Linked DNA regions of Rattus norvegicus: region 1 is linked to region 2. A link is a contact called in public Hi-C data. All regions are on one chromosome and are shown on one strand. Each heading gives the region's core, a stretch centred on a gene start, on an enhancer-like site or on the middle of the called end of the contact. The rest is flanking DNA. Distances are from core to core; before and after follow the strand shown. Region 1 has its middle 7.6 kb from the start of Pld1. Region 2 overlaps Fndc3b (fibronectin type III domain containing 3B).

Region 1 (3,233 bases), core at 3-2,502, 530 kb before region 2:
ATCCAGCCACGCCTGGATGCCCAAGAGCATAAGAACCTTGTGTAGGCACGGGGATCCCCAGACAGCTCTGGCTGTGTCTGGCACCTCAGACTGTGCTGCCCCACCCCCGGAGCTGTGTCCCACAGCTTCCCTACAGCCTGACACCCTCTAGGTGACAGCACTGGGTAAGCACAGTCAACTCCCACGTCTCGCTTATAGCAGCGTGCCCTGAGGCAGAGTGGATACTGGACCCACACAACCCCACACGCCATCTTGACACCACTGTGCACTTTAAACAAGAGGGTCCCACAGGGTTACGACATTCATTTGTTGTCATAGCTAGGACTCTCAGTCATTGGTTTTCTTTGTAATTTTACACATTTAAATCTATGCAGTAAAGATTAGTCTCCAGAAAGGGGTTCACTAGCTCTGTAAGAATGTGGGAGGTCCCCACCACACACAAAAAGTGAAAGACATCTGATTTGTATGGGGTGAGTGGCTCGGCTGACGGAGCACCTACATAGCATGTCTGGGGTCTGGTTCGATCCCCAGCAAGACATAAAGCAGGTGTGGTAATGCACGTTCCCAGTACTCTAGAGATAAGAGATAGGAGGGCCAAAAGCTTAAAGATCAGCCATGTGTGGTGGAGTTCAATTTTAATCCTAACACTTCAGGGACAGAGGCAGGCAGATCTCTGTAGAGTTCTAGGACGGTCAGAGCTACAAAGAGAAATTTTATCTCAGAAAAAAAAAAAAAAAGAGAAAAATTTAAGGTGATGACCTTAAATTTAAGGTGATTTAGCTTAGCTAAATACTAAGTTCAAAGGGGCTAGCCTGCATTACATTCGACTCTGCCTTAAAAATAAAAAGTAAATATTAAGAAAAAGAAAGATGAAGTCAGAGGAAGGCTCTTAGGAATAGCATTCAGAAGAGGAGACCCAGATCGGCACGATGATTCATTGTGTAAAGGTGCTTGCCTGAAAAGTCTGGCAGTCTGAGTTTGATCCTCAGGACCCATGAAAAGATGGATGGACAGAACTAACTCCACATGGTTGTCCTCAGACGTCCATGTGTATGCCATCATGGCATGGGTTCCCCACAAAAATAAAATAGAAAGCAAAAAGGGGAAACGCTACAAGCCTGGACTCGGTTGCAGAGTTCAAAGCCAGCATTCATCCCTCCACTGATAGAAACAACGTCCTCCCACAGCCTGCTCCACAGTGACTCAGACTGGAAGGCAGGCCACTCAGCCTGTTTGGCCCTTAGCAGAAGCTGCCCTGTAAGGCAATACTATTCTCTGACCCCCATGCTGAGCCAGACCCTGTTGGCTTGCACTAACTGTTACCCACACAGTGGATCCTTAACCCTGAGTCCAGGAGAGCCCATCCTCGTCACCAACCCAGTCAGAGCCCAGCGAGTGCAGAACCTAATGACCATCCCGCCATCCTCCCAGGCTCTATTCACAGTCATGGCCCTTCTTGTTGGTGACGCGTGAATTATAAGGTTTACAATATACACCTGTTTAATTTTCTATCACTCATAACCCAAACAGAAGCCTCTGCTAAGGCAATTAGTTTGGAATTAGATGGACGCGCTGACACGGGGGGCTTTGTTCTCTGCTCTCTGTGTCTGCCAACTGGCACTGGCTATTTGATCTGTGACTCGTGTTGCCAGGATGACCGGAAAGGACAATGGTACTCATTGTTGCCATGTCTACCCCTTGGTCTACAGCAGCTGTCAGGGTTCCTCCTGTTTGTAGACTTTATTTTGCTTCTCTTACTTTTATGGGCTTATTTCCTTGACTACTGCAAACTGCTTTGAAATCTAGTCTGACCCTCCAAATTGTAGCCTCATTTTGAGAACTGATACCACAAAATTGAAAGTGCAAGGGGTTTAAAACTCTCTAAAGTATATATTTAGGGTTTTAAAAATATATTGTATTTTAAATCTATGGCTACGTGTACATGTTTAAACGCGCTTGTGTGTGCAAACGCTGGAGAAGGCCAGAAGAGCCTGTCAGATCCTCTGGAACTGGACTTACAAGTGGTTGTGAGCTGCTGTTATGTGGGTACTGGGAACCAAGCTCTGGTTCTCTGAAAGAACAGCAAGTGTTCTCTCTCCGGCCTGCTTAATATCTCTATATTATTGTGGTTTTACACAAAAGAGTATACATTTCAAGCAAATTTTATCTCAAACTTGACTGCATAACAAGTCATTTAGTTCACAGGATTCTCACCATCTATTAAGTATAATTTTTTTCAATCATGATAATTTAGCTTTACCCCTCAGAGAAATCTAAGAGTTGAAGGGACTTAAGAATGTAGCTCATTTGATAGGATCCTTACAAAGCCTGCACAAAGCACCAGCCTTGATCACCATACCTCATAAACTAGTCTTGGTGGAGCACACCTCTAATCCTAGCACTTTGGAGGGAGGAGAATCAAAAATTCAAGGTCACACTAAGCTACATCCCTGAACTCTTGGACACTCCTGCTGCTGTTCTGAACACTGCAGGCAGTTGTCACCCCCACACCCTCATAGCTATACAGGAAGGAAGAAAGGATAACACCCAGGCCCTGCCTCTCTGGAAGAAGGAACTCCACGGGCAACAAGCCCAGAATAATTTCCCTTCTCACCTAAAACATTTCCTTCCTTCCCTACAGGATTTAAGTATGGGATTCCCATTGCTCTGTAATGCTTCCTTTTCTATTGCTATGATTAGACACCGTTACCAAGGCAACTTAGAAAAGAAAGAGGTTCTTAGGAGCCTGCCGTTCCAGGAGGTTAGTTAGAATCCAAGATCGTCATGGCAGGCAACATGATAGCAGGCAGGCAGGCAGACATGGTGTTGGAGCAGTGGCCAAGAGTTTACATCTTGGTCTACAAGCGTAAGGCAGAGAGCTGGCTGGGAAGGAATGGAATGTTGAAATCTTAAAGCTCACTCCAGTGACACCCTCCTTCCATCAAGGCCATGCCTCCCAATCCTTCCCAAACAGTTCCACCGACCAGGGATCAAGTTTCAAACATATGAGCCAATGGGAGTCATTCTCAATTAACCCTCCACTCCAAATATCAGACCCACAATTTGTCATGATCTTGCCTTCCAACAAATCCAAAGTGAAATTGAAAATGCTGAGAGTCAAAGTACATTTAGTGCTCCCAAACTAGGGCTTAGGAAATGGCCCAGTTGGTAGACCGCTTGCCTGCCATGAGCAAAGTCCCGTGTTTGGTCTCCAGCACCATTCAAAAGAAGCA
Region 2 (3,089 bases), core at 566-3,065:
TCCTTGGAGACCAAGTGTGCTGTGCTGAGGTTCCAGAGGGCTCTGACGTCGGTTTCTCTGGAGGACAGGGATAGGCTGTCCGGGCTGCCTGGGGTCCGCCCTGGCTGCCTGCCTCCCAGGAGCCCCCTTAGCTCTGTGCTGGGTTTGTCCTTATCACGACTACTGTACATGTTATTACTGAAGTGTGTGTGATAAATGCCCACCTGGGAAGAGAGCTCCACAAATCCATGTAACATCAAGGCCTGGGAAAGCCCCCTCCGTGTGCAAGGACGATGAATTCTTTAGTTTGACAAAAATCATTCTGCCTGGTATTTGTATACTCACAAAGCAAAGCCCTTGCAGTTAGACGTGTCTGTAGACCATTGATCCAAGGTGGCATGGGGCTCTGCAAGCAGACCAGGCTGTCCCCCCAGGGTGCCCGGTGCAGGTGCTGATTACTGTGTTCTGCATCCAGACCTGGGGAGGTAAAGTTTGCTGGGTAGAGAAGTGAGGTAAGATGGTTACTCCATTCCAACATTTAATTATTTTGTCAGTGCATTTTTTCTCTACCCTTTTTCTTTTTTTTTTTTTTTTTTTTCGGAGCTGGAGACTGAACCCAGGGCCTTGCGCTTGCTAGGCAAGTGCTCTATCACTGAGCTAAATCCCCAACCCTTCTCTACCCTTTTTCAAAAGCATCTAGTTGCTCATAAACATATGAAGTAAGAATAATAAAACAAGATAAATACCTGAATATTTCAATTTTCCATAAAAGTCGCCCATTCTTAAAGAGCCACTTCAGATTTCTCCAGAGTTGCCATTTTTAGGAAAATCATTCCTCCTGTCAAGTTTTATGCGTGTTTCACTAAGTCAGTGCCAACTCTTATTTCAATAACCTGAAATAGCAGCTTGATAAAATTCCGTTTCTTGACATTGAGGGGGCCAGTTGGGGGGAGTCATACCTGTAATCTCGGTACTGGGGTCAGGGTGGGGTACTGACACAGGAGCATTCCCAAAACTTTGAGGCCAACCTGAGAGAGCAATGCTGTCTCAGGAAAAAACTTTAAGGGGCAGGGTTCTTGAAAATGATGAGTTGTGCTTTTTGGCCCACTTCCAGTGGAAGGCTGATTAGTGGCTGTCCTTTTGCACTCTGTAAGGATGCTTACCAGTGACACCCAGTGCCCTCCTCACTAATGTTCACCTACTCTGCAGATGCTCCAAAGGACAACGGTGGCTCAGAAATCCTGAAGTATCTGCTGGAGATCACGGACGGTGCTTCTGAAGGTGACACTTTGGAAACTGTATTACACAATGCCTTCCCACCCAGAGTCCTCATCCTGACATGGTCAGGCCCTCTGCAGTAGCTGCAGCAGCCATTAGTTCTAACAGTAGAGCTAGTGGTGTAGTTAAGCCACACCAAGCATTGGCATATCTGTCTATCTCTCCTTCTGCCTATTTCCCTCCCTCCCTCCCTCCCTCCCTCCCTCCCTCCCTCCCTCCCTCCATCCCTCCCTCCCTCCCTCCCTCCCTCCATCTAACTGGAGTTTGATTGGCAGCTAGTTTCCCTTCTTAAGCATCCTCAGCAAGCTCTCTACAGCCAACTCTGCCCCTAAGTAGGGTTTTGTCTTTCAGACACCACAGTTCATTCTGCTTGAAGTACCCATTTTTGACAAGCTAGTGTTTGTTTCTGTTTTTGTTTCTATTTTCTATGTTCATTTTGAAACAATGGTCACTCATTAATAGAGAAAATGAACTTGAGGCCTCCCCCTGAATGCCACACACTATCTGGGAATTACCAGCAGTGTGTCAGCAGTCATCTGCCTGGCATCCTGGCCCTGCCCAGTGACAGCCACATCATAGTGTGGCCCCGGACGTGTGTCAGACTTCCAGAACACACTTGGGCTCTGTTGTGACTCTGGAGTCAGAGTTCTCATCAATTGTCATACTACAAGTATTAAGATGGGGCTTGCCAGCAAGTGTAATGGCCTGTGTTGAATCCCTGAATCCCGAGTGAAAGTGAGTAGAGAGAACCAGCTCCCAGACCCGTGTGCCGCAACATACATGACTGTGCACATGCACCCTCACCACACATGCAGCAGTAATTCAAACGGGGTGGAGTAAGGGAAGAAAAACTTCAGGGCCCATAGAAATTTCTCTTGCTTTTTCTTCCTAAAAACTCATTGGGCTTCAACATAAAAATATATGGTGGTCAAAACTTTCCAACATAACTAAATTTTTACTAATATGGCTTCTGTAATCATTACTTTTTTTTTAAAGTGCATGCATATGGCAAAAGAGAGAGTCACTGGGAACAAGTGGAAATTGTCTCTAGCTTGTTCTGACCCCACGGCCACCTGGAGGTAGGGTTGTTTTTAACCCTGTTAGGTATTATTTTACACCAGAAAGAGGAGAATTCTTTGAGATGGGTGTAGCTGTTCTTAACATAAAATCAGTTTCTGTACTAGAGACCGTATTTAATGTCTAATTAAGACGAGGAGAGGAGTCAGCACCCCCAGTTGCTTACTGAGAAAGTGAAAGTCCGCTTTCCGCTGCCCTGGCTCTCCCAGGCAGTGACTCAGTGCAGGAGTAGCTGCTGTTTTACACTGATAGCCTGGCCAGAATTCCCGGTTCCCGTGGGCTCTATACTAACTGGGACCTAATAAGGCACAGTACCACAGGGCAGTAATAAATGTCTAACAGGCCGCTGAAGGGATTTGTGGAGGTTACTCTATGAATAGGATAGGGTGGGCATATTTCCCCTCAAACAGCTCTTGTAGGAAAAGGCTTACAGGGAGTGGTCAACTGGAAATGGCATCAATGGGAGCTAAACAGTGAGAGTCACCCCTGCAGCCTGCTGCTGATGCGGGCAGTGGAGGACAGCCTCCAGGCGCTTCTCCCACTGAGCGTCAGCCTCCGGGGGCACCCTCCAAGTATCTCACCACTGGTCTCTCACCCCCACCACAGCTTCATGCATGGCCTCCCTAGACACAGCAAGCCCTTACCAAAGACCTCTGTCTGTAAAGGGACTCATGGCCACCCTCAGAGGCACCTGCTGCATAGCTGGCCCCGTGGCCACCTCAGCATGGCTGAGCACAGCTGTGCAACATGATCTT

What was found. Hi-C and Micro-C count contacts between places; a contact is called where the count stands out from the background.
Region 1: a Hi-C map of Schwann cells shows a contact between it and region 2, with 5 times the contacts expected there. The contact joins two enhancer-like sites. A contact is called at or near these places in 3 of 12 Hi-C or Micro-C datasets (the Rat2 cell line, Schwann cells and frontal cortex).

Annotation. Positions count from the first base shown.
Region 1 is chr2:112,812,995-112,816,227 of GRCr8, reverse strand. It overlaps a transcript of Pld1 not described here. Among named protein-coding and RNA genes, the nearest start is that of Pld1, 7.6 kb to the left of the region's middle. Within about 2 kb of position 1,252, at least 44 of the 93 cell types and tissues checked have an H3K27ac peak or open chromatin away from gene starts, as enhancers often do. A contact at or near this core is called in Schwann cells, where this site is marked.
Region 2 is chr2:112,282,782-112,285,870 of GRCr8, reverse strand. It overlaps Fndc3b (fibronectin type III domain containing 3B), which reads left to right. Exons shown (of 25, transcript NM_001191704.1): 15 at 1,189-1,260. Among named protein-coding and RNA genes, the nearest start is that of Ghsr, 87 kb to the right of the region's middle. Within about 2 kb of position 1,815, at least 6 of the 93 cell types and tissues checked have an H3K27ac peak or open chromatin away from gene starts, as enhancers often do. A contact at or near this core is called in Schwann cells, where this site is marked.